Regions from separate parts of the Hordeum vulgare genome. Here region 2 is linked to region 1. The links are chromatin contacts, called in public Hi-C maps. All regions are on one chromosome and are shown on one strand. Each heading gives the region's core, a stretch centred on a gene start, on an enhancer-like site or on the middle of the called end of the contact. The rest is flanking DNA. Distances are from core to core; before and after follow the strand shown.

Region 1 (5,026 bases), core at 1,656-4,155:
TGGCACCAAGGTCTTAGATTGCTGAGTCCCCGTGGCTCACGGATACCTCTGAAATTCCCAGCACGTACAGGTACCCCAGAGACAGATGGTCCCGACGACACCCAGCTGGCGTGGCAGTACGACGAGGAGACATACCGCCTCTACGTGAACTATCCAGAGGACTGAGGCGTGGTCGTGATCGTGGGCCTGCAAGCAGGGTAGCATAGCATTTTCCATGTTTTGTAGTCCGTTGCGGAACTACCTTGTTTGTATCTGTGTTGTACTCTGAGTTATTAATAAGAAGACAGTTGAATCCCGAATTGTCTACTTGTATTATTATTTGTGCTATGTTACTTGCTTGCGAAACGCTTAAATGCGCTTCTTTCCTATTCGGGGCCTCGACCCCCAGATCGGAAAGGACCGCATCTTGGTCGTTACAGGCTTAAACATGATAAGCTCTCTGGCGCTGCCCTGCTACTAGCAAAACAGAGCAAAAAGGAAAAAGGGCGCCGGGGAGGAATCAAACCCCCGACCTGATGGATATGCCACGGTTCGTTTCCACTTTGCTAGGTGATCGGTTCTGACCGGAGAGGGGGTGGTACTCTCTTGAGCAGCCCCTCTGATCTACCGCACACACACACAAGACGCCGACACAGGGAGTCTACTCTGGCTAAACTCCGGTGATCTACGCGGACGGCGGCTACGCGCGGGATACATGGGAAGGGAAGGAGACGCAGGCTCACACTGTGGCGCGAAGACGGCGACGAAGCGGCTGCTCGAGGAGGAGGAAGAAGAAACAAGGCGCTGCTGCAGGGGCTTGGGTGCTCCGGGTGCTCGATGGAGACGAGGTCGAGGCCGTCGCTGTGGACGCGCTCCGGCCTCACCAGTGACGGGAATGGAACGCCGACATCTCCGGGGCGTCGCGGACACTCTTGCCCGAGTGGGAGGAGACGACGTTGACGAGGACGACGGTGACGAGGGTGGAGCACCTCCTGCTCCCTCTCTCTGAATCTCACCTCTCTCTGTGAACTATCTACAGAGAAGAACAGTGGAAGGGGAAAGTGGCGGCGACGAAGGAGGGGGAAAGAGGAACCCTAGGAAGAGGACGGCTCGGCTGAAGAGGTTAAGTAGGGGCCCCTCGACGTCCGTGAACCTCACGACGTCGACGTGGACGATCCCTCTCTCTCTCGCGCGCGTCCCTCTGCTGACGGAAAGCAGAAAAGAAACGATGCTGACGAGGAGGAAGAAGGAAAGGAAGCTGGGCCAAGCACTGGCGAAGGAAGGAAAGAAAGGGGGCGAGGCCCAAGTGGAGGAGGAGATCAGCCGGCCCACCTGGCTCCTCTGTAGCCGACCAAAATCAGAAAAGAAAAAGGGTTTTCTTTTGAAAAAATAAACATCACCGAAAATCAAAATACCTAGAGCAAACAGGGTTTTGAAAAATAAAATTAACAACACCTGGGGCATGAGGGAATTATGCCCTATTTAAATAAAATGCAAACCTGAATTTTTAGACAACTAAATTATAATCATAACGGGGTTTTAATATGCTGTTTTAAAATAAATGCCACCTCTCCAAAGTAAGATTTTAACCATGAGGGCTACCCCTCAATCACAAACAATATCCTATAATTAACTAACATTTTTAAAACAGGTTTACTCAAAGTTATTTCATAGGTTCATTTATTAAAGGAGAAAGGGTTTTGAAACCTTGATTGAAAACACCATATTTTGAAAAACCCCATAACATCAACACAAACACCTAGCACTCATAATCACATAGCACTCATGATAGATCAAGCAACAACAACACAATGGATGCCATGATGCAAGAAGGAGGCAAAATATAACATCCACATGGAATGATAACTCTTATGGCATTGAGAACAAGGTTCCAAAATAGGAAAGGATCCCAAAATGGCAAGGATTACATCTGGGGCATTACAGCTTCCTCCTTCAGCAGCGCCGCGAACGCTTCCTCGTCATCGCAGTCCATCGCCAAGACAAAACACCGAACACCAGGCGGGTGTGGCAGACACGCAACCGTTTGCGTGTCTGGAGCGACGGAAAAGCTCGCCCAAAAACCGAGGGCGAAGTCGCGGCGAACCCTCCCTTTCTCGGCGGGGAGATGGCCTTTCTAGCGGCGGTAGGCACGTGGGCGACGCCAGGATCGACATAGTGGGGAAAGGTGTGTTTCACGTGTGGGGTGGGGGGAGAATTTGGAGGTGGGAAAACGTTTTTCACCTGACAGTGCCTACCCACATGCCGTTTTCCATTCCGCTGGAGCCCCCAAGCGCACTAGGTTCGGCCTGGGATCGACGGGCCTAAAAATGAACCCAACCGGTGAAAATCGACATCCTGAGGGCGTGACTGGGAGGATTTTTCGGCGTCAACGAAAAAAACACGTCCGAGGCGTGACTGGAGATGCTCTTAACGGATGTGCAATTGTAGTTACTTTGTTGGAGCACAACTGGTTGAGCATTAGAAAAGCCATTTTTTGAACAATTGACGCTCTTTATATTTAGCAAAAAAAGTAAATTAAAGAGAGAATTGTTAGGGAACCACAATGAACTGCTCCACTACTTTTCTTTTTGGGCAAAACCACCCTCACTAATTAAATCATTAATTTTCAGTTTAAAAGGCATTAATTTTCAAATCCAATCCGGATCATGTGGGCCTTTAAGCTGACGGACATGCACGGCCCAATTCGATCCACACACCAGCAACCCGCCGTGTCGGGCGCGTAGTCAGAGCGGCAGACAAAACAACTCCCGCGAAAGGCGAACCCAATACCACCACAGCAACCATCGTGACCGTCCACTTCCACCCGCCGACGAGATCCAACGGCCGCCGCGCGCGGACACGCTCCAGCACTAACGCGTCAACCTCCGAAACGAATCCCCACCTTCTTTACCCTTTCTTCCCCTGCAAACAAACGCAATCGCGAAGCATCGAATCGGATCAGAGTTCGGGAAAAAAAAGCGAGAGGAAATCGCCGTCGCCTCTTGCGTTCCACCTCGCCGGCGATGCAGCACGGGAGCGGCGACTACGCCTCCCCCGCCCCCGCGGGCCACTACTACCCTCACCAGTACACGTCGCCGGGGCCGACCCCTCACCCCATCGCCGCCGACCCCCCGATCCCGGGGGGCTACGCCTCCGCGCCGCCCTACTCCGTCGGCGGCTACCCCGAGCAGCCGCCATCTGCCCCGTCCTACACGCAGCCGCCCCAGTACGCCGGGTACCCGCCCTACAACCCCACGCCCTACCCCCCGGAGCCCACGCCGGCGCCGTACTACAGCTACTCGCAGCCCACCCAGCCGGCTCCCGCAGCGGAACCCAGCCCAGCGCCGCTTCCCTATGACGCCCCGTACTACGGTGGAGGCTACCAGCAGCCTGCCGCTCGGTATGGCGACGACGATTACCTGAACGAGGGCGCGTATGCCTATACCGGCGACGCAGGCCCCGAGCCGTACGGCGCGCGCGGCACGGCGCCGACCCGGTCAGGAGCCGCGATGTTTGATGACTACGGCCGGTCGATTGGACTCTCGTCCGGAGGGGTGGAGCAGCCACACGGCGGCGAGGGCGGCAGTGTGGGTGGGAGCTTTGGGAAGATTGCGAGGGCTGTTCCAAAAGCAGAAACCCATGAGGATGCTAGTGGTGGTGCGCAGAAGTTTCGGGTTAAGCTGCTGCCAGAGGGTGCCGGAAGCCCCACCGATGTGCTTTGCCAGGTACAACTTCAGTAACGATAAGCTATCAGTTTACACATGTTAGGTGTATTGTTTCACTCCGAAATTATGATATCGTGCTGTGGTTTTGCAACATATATGTTACTTGTTCCAACTTCCATATTGATCACAAGGACTGTTATGATACATGAAATCTGTACTTATTAATTATTATATGCTATTGCAGGTTGGTCTGGATGGAATCCGCATGCTTGATCCCAGCACAAGCAGGACCCTAAGGATTTATCCCCTTGATACACTGACTAAATGGGAGGTGTGTTGGACAGCATTTTTGCAGAAGATTATGGTTATATTTTCTCATCAGTGATATGATACACAGCAGTGAGGGTATTCTAATGGTTGACACTCCGCTTATTTAGGTTTTGGATTCAACTGTATTTGCGATTTGGGCAAAGACTTCAGTAGATTTTGAAGCAAAGAGAATAAGGCTGAAGTCAAACAGCTATACTTCCAATACTTTGCTTGACACTGTGACAGCAGCAACAGTCCAGGTATTACACCACCACCATTCTCTTCTCACTATCCGTGAGTAGCCACCTAACTATATTGAAAACAGTGGAAATCCTTCTTCTCAATGCTCTAATGTCAGTATATTTTAGTTCCGTTTCTTTGGCAGTGTTGCTGTTTCATATTTCAACTACATCTGTAATAACTATCAGTACAAATGGTTTACTCTAGTTATCTATCCATGCTATGGTTTGCTTTGGTACTTCTGGTTCAGTTTACATGTTATTCTAACTCCATACTTGTGGAAATAAGGAGCTAATGTCTTAATTTTTTGCATGGTTTACCCATGTATGCTGATCAGTCAATACTACTATCGATAAACCATCGATAGGGTTATTTGGTGAGAACTGTTCAGTACTGAAATGACATATATTTTGGACCGAAGATAGGTATTAAAAAATGAAATATTTTTTTCATGAATATTTCGCCTTCTATAGTATGACCAGACGAGTAAAATCTCGTGCCAATTTTTTGGTTGTGTGCTAACATGTTTTTATCTGTTCTGTTACACTTGTGTTTGAATTGCTCCTATCTTGCTGATTCTATTTTAGCCATATTTTTATTTACATGGATTTTTATGTTAATACTCGATATTCGTGTTGCCCAGATTGGTTACTAGCTTGGAACTACTTACTTGACACTGTTTTCGATTCTACATGATACATTAAGAATTTCTTCCTTAGATAAGCCTTGTTTACTTTTGTGATTGTATAACATAGTTTAAGGAGATCGGTGAAGATGCAAGAGCCAAAGGAACTGTAGACGCTGGCAAATCCTCATTACAATCAAATGAGAAG
Region 2 (5,026 bases), core at 1,542-4,041, 330 kb before region 1:
AGAGCTAGGGCAGGGGAGCTCCCGGGAGGCCACAAGCCTGGTGGCCGCGGGCCCCCCTGGTCGCGGTAACAGGGCTTGTGGGCTCCCTGTGGGCCTCCTGCCTTGGCCCTCAAGTCCCCCGATCTTCTTCTGTTCTGGAAAAATTCATTTCGGGGATTTTATTCCGTTTGGACTCTGTTCCAAAATCAGATCTGAGAAGAGTCAAAAACACAGAAAAAACACGAAGTGGCACTTGGCACTGGATTAATAAGTTAGTCCCAAAAAAGATATAAAAGGTATATAAAACATCCAAAGTTGACAAGATAACAGCATGAAACCATCAAAAATTATAGATACGTTTGAGACGTATCAGGTCTCACAGGATCGAACTACTTCCAAGTTTCTTTGTTGAAAAGGCATCCGGAAACCAAGTGTGGTCATTGTAGTACCACACTTGGGGATGCTAATCTTTGACTATTTTAGTATGTTTTGTTCTCCCATTGGAACCTAAGTACCCAAGGACCCAGTCCTTGGGTCTACTTCTGTTCTGCAATGCAAGCACATGCTGGTTCTGCTATTTAGGTTGTTTAGGTAATATGCATATCTCTTTCGTCATGGGGTGGACACAACCGTGAAACGTGTGCTTGAAGAATGACAAAGGCAGAAATGGGAACCTTTCTACTCTTAACATTCTGGGAAAACATTGTTATACAAGTTTTCCAGTTAAGTCACTTGAAATGAAACACTATTCTCATTACTCTTCATCTACACTACATATGCACACACAATTAGCTTGAAACTTGAGGCTAGACAAACAGAGTTGTTAATTAATGTGACACCAAATCAGCTTTATTCCATATTATGTGGTGTCCCGTTAGGAAATATAGGTGTTCAAACAGCAATCTGATCAACCCCCATCAAGAGGCACACTTGAGCATAGGACACTGGTAGTACAATCTTTCAGGCTATGGGGGCAGTCAAGTTTCTTCAGCCAGCCACAGACTGCATTTATTTTATCACTAAAATACGTAAGCTAGAGATGAAACATGTTCTTCTTCACTCTTCAGTCATGCTTCCTTTGCGGCCTCCTTATGGCTATATGTATGAAAGAAGATTATCCAACCTAACTGTCCTCACTAACTAGCTATCACCTATCGAAATGCGTGGTGTGGTCCTTGAGGGGCATGGCATTAGGTGGTGTGTAATTCATGTATGCTGCGTGCATGTGAGGGTGCCGACCTATCTAGCTGGTGCCACAGACACAGTGATTCCCGCACATATTATCATTCATGCCAGGACACGCCCTTATCAAGCTGAGCATATGTTTTACGCTACTGATCAGTGACCATCACCTGCATACACATATCTGGAAAACGTTGCATATACGTGTATCATGTTTTTGGAACTAGATCAAAAGTTTCCCTAAAAATGATAAGAAATTGGTTTGGTTGGGGTCTCTGCTATTTTCTGGACGTCGTGGAAATGTCTAGCCTAATTTTTAGCACAAAATATAAAATAATTCCATGACCCTTGTCAAACTAATTTGTTACTGGATCGTGGGATGATCTATTTTACAAACAAGGGAGGCAAACAGAGAGGTGTTGGAGCTGGGAACAAAACTTCTCAGAGAGAATGTTGTATCTGCACATTCTATATTTGCGGGAAGTGTGCATTTTATTTCTTTTATGGTATATATTTATCACCAGACAGCTTTGAACAATACTATGGTTTGGTTAGTGTGCATTTTATTTCTTTTGCTGCTGCTAGTATATATGTATGCTTAGTATGTTTGGTATTGATCCCCACTAATTCTCAGCACTATGTTTGATATTGATCCCCACTAATAATTTTATTCAAATGTTTGGCTTGCAGTGTATGGTGATCATGACAAGCTTGCTCTTGTTACTTATCCAGATGTTGCTTCACTGCTTGAACAATTGCCGACGATTAATCTTTTTAAAATATTTTATGTCTAAATGCACAATGATTGAACAATTACGAATCCGAACTTTGGTTATGTAGCAGCGGACGAGACGAGACAACTATGCCTCAATAAATTTGTAATTTAAACTGTTGATTTTGAGCACTATGAGTTATCGGAACTATGTTCAAATAGATGAATGCAAAAATATATTTTTTTATGTCGTGGTGCTGTTATATAAATAAAAAAATTATCTCATTTTATACGTGTGGAATATGTGTGAAAGTGCAGTCTGTACTGTTTTTAAGTCTGTATGTGCGTATTTGAAAATTTATGTTGTTAAAAATGCACTCAGTGTTGCTGAAATTCTGCTATTGTTGAAAGTTTGTGCTTTTGAAAGTTTAGGCTATGGCAGCCAGGTTACAAGGGCGGGAAAAAACAACAATTCAAACGAAGGCTGGGGAAGCGGAATGGAAATACAATCCTGACATGTATTTTGGTTGTAGGCTAGTACTCCCTCCGTTCCTAAATATAAGTTTTTGTAGAGATTTCACTAATGGACTACATACGGATGTATATAGACATACTTTAGAGTATAGATTCAATCATTTTGCTTTGTATGTAGACTTTTAGTGAAATCGCTTAAAAGACTTATATTTAGGAACGGGAGGAGTATAATGCAAGTGTAAAATGTTACTCGTATAAGGGTAGAAAAAAACAACGTCCCAAACGCAGCCTAAAACAGCGACTTGCGCGCCGAATAAGATTGGCCCTCGCGCTCGATGGGCGATCAGCGAGAGGATATTGGGTCGCGATCGCGCGGTATTCGCGTCCAAAACATTATGGGCTAAGCCCAGTTTGCAACGCGAGCAGATATAACTGACTGGCTTGGCAGCGAAGGGCACCGCCCCATTTTTGCTAGGTTTCCCTCTCCGCCGCCACAGCCGCTTCTCCCCCCACCTCCCTCCTCGCCGCCATGGGACGCATGCACAGCAACGGGAAGGGGATGTCGTCCTCGGTGATCCCCTACAAGCGGGAGGCCCCGGCCTGGGTCAAGACAGCCGCGCCGGACGTGGAGGAGATGATCGTGCGCGCCGCCAAGAAGGGCCAGCTGCCGTCTCAGATCGGCGCCCTGCTCCGCGACGGCCACGGCATCCCGCTGTCCAAGGCCGTCACCGGCGCCAAGATCGTGCGCCTGCTCAAGGCGCGCGGGCTCGCGCCGGAGATGCCCGAGGACCTCTACTTCCTCATCAAGAAGGCCGTTGCGATCAGGAAGCACCTGGAGAGGAACAGGTCGGACGTCGACGCCAAGTTCCGCCTCATCCTCGTCGAGAGCAGGGTCCACCGCCTCACCCGCTACTACCGCCTCACCAAGAAGATGCCCGCCGCCTGGAAGTACGAGTCCACCACCGCGAGCACCCTCGTCGCCTGATTCGGTTAAGCTTCGGTTCTTCGACGTAATTCTCTGCAGTTTTGGACTTCGGTTTTGTGTTAAGTACTGTAGTAAGCAATGCTTTTGGCAATGTAAGCTTTTAAACCTATCGATTACCTCTCGTGTGCCTGGATAGGAGTATTTCGAGAGTTCAGTGGGAGTGGATTAGATTTTGATCCTTGGAAGTTGAGACTATTTACAATGTGTTGCTTTGGTAAGAGGTCTTTTAATGTTAGCCGAGTGGTAAATCAGTTGTTCATAGCATTTAGGATCCATACCAGCTATTGGTTCTTGGTTGTGGTGCTTCCTGTGTAGGAACTACTCCCTTGGTTCCTAAATTTAAGTCTTTTTTAGAGGTTTCTTTAGGGGACTACATACGGATGTATATAGACATACTCTAGAGTGTAGATTCACTCATTTTGCTCTGTATGTAGTCTTCTAGTGAAATCTCTAAAAAGACATATACTCCCCCGTCCCAAAATTCTTGTCTTAGGTTTGTCTAGAAATTGATGTATCTAAATAGTAAAATGTGACTAGATACATTTATATCTAACAAGTCTAAGACAAGAATTTTGGGACGGAGGGAGTATTTAGGAACAGAGGGAGTATGAAGTAATGACGTAAATCTGGTAAATATTTTTAAATGAACTTTGCCAAAATCATGCCACCTTTGGAAAACCAGTCCCTTCTTTTGAACTGAAGAGGGTTGGAGGGTAACCTTAGGCCAATATTTCGCACCATTATTAATATTTGGTCTGAGGTTTTACTTACATTTCTTTGCTCTTTGGACTATTGGCCTGGAGATTTTACTTGCGTTTCTTTGTTCCTTGACTATTGGACTGAAAAAGATGTCCTGTTCTAATACATTTCATATATTAGATCAGGTGTAAATCAGTTGTTCATAGCATGTAGGGATCTATACCAAATCGTTCTTGGTTGTGATGCTTCCTGTGTAGGAACGTAACCTGCAATATATAAATACCTTAATCAAATGAACTAATTTCCCAAAATTGCATCATTTTTAGATAACCAGTTCATTCTTTTGAACTGAAAATAGGGTTGGAGGGTAACCTATGGTCATTAATTTGCACTTTTGCCAGTATTTGGAGATTTTACGTGCGTTTCTTTGTTCCTTGAACTATTGGCCTGGAATCACTGACCTGGCCTGTTGCATTTCCTATGACATGTAGTCCCCCTTTTGCTCGTAATGATCGAGGAATAATCGGTTAATGAGAGCATACTATAAATTTTCCAATGAAAGTTTAAATTGTCAGATTGCTTCCAAATGGTGGTTCTGTACTTTTAGAATGAGCTTTGCAGCTGTAGCTATTATTCTTTCTATGCTGATAATCTTAGGCCTTGGAGGTTATAATCTAATTTAGCAGTGAGCTTGAAAGATGTTACTTACAATTCAGATGCCTATGTGCAACAGATGCACATTTCGATTGTAGCACTAAGATTATTGCATCAAGTACTCAAACCATTTGCTGTTATTGATTGTGTTGTTTATTTATTTTTTTGAAACGGAGGCAAAAGATTTGCCTCATCGCATTAATTAAGAAGAGAGCAGTACAAGGTTGCGGTTACAAGGCCACTCAGGTCGAAGTGGGAAACAAGTTAAGTACCTCCCTGAAAAATGTTCCCAAAGTGCTTAGCTCCAGCTTTTATCCATAATTGTGCCTCTACCTTGATGG

What was found. A called contact is a pair of places that touch in the nucleus more often than the background predicts.
Region 2: a contact with region 1 is called in a Hi-C map of seedling, with 3 times the contacts expected there. The contact joins the promoter of LOC123425609 here to the promoter of LOC123425603 in region 1. A contact is called at or near these places in 5 of 6 Hi-C or Micro-C datasets (leaf, seedling and an unstated tissue) and 1 of 1 datasets of contacts at active chromatin or transcription factors (embryo).

The regions. Positions count from the first base shown.
Region 1 is chr2H:148,075,095-148,080,120 of MorexV3_pseudomolecules_assembly, reverse strand. It overlaps LOC123425603 (protein FREE1-like), which reads left to right and starts at 2,905. Exons shown (of 10, transcript XM_045109293.1): 1 at 2,905-3,704; 2 at 3,889-3,975; 3 at 4,082-4,213; 4 at 4,949-5,026. The coding sequence starts at 3,003.
Region 2 is chr2H:148,401,983-148,407,008 of MorexV3_pseudomolecules_assembly, reverse strand. LOC123425609 (40S ribosomal protein S13-1-like) reads left to right here and starts at 2,791. Exons shown (of 1, transcript XM_045109303.1): 1 at 2,791-3,580. The coding sequence starts at 2,877. The coding sequence ends at 3,332.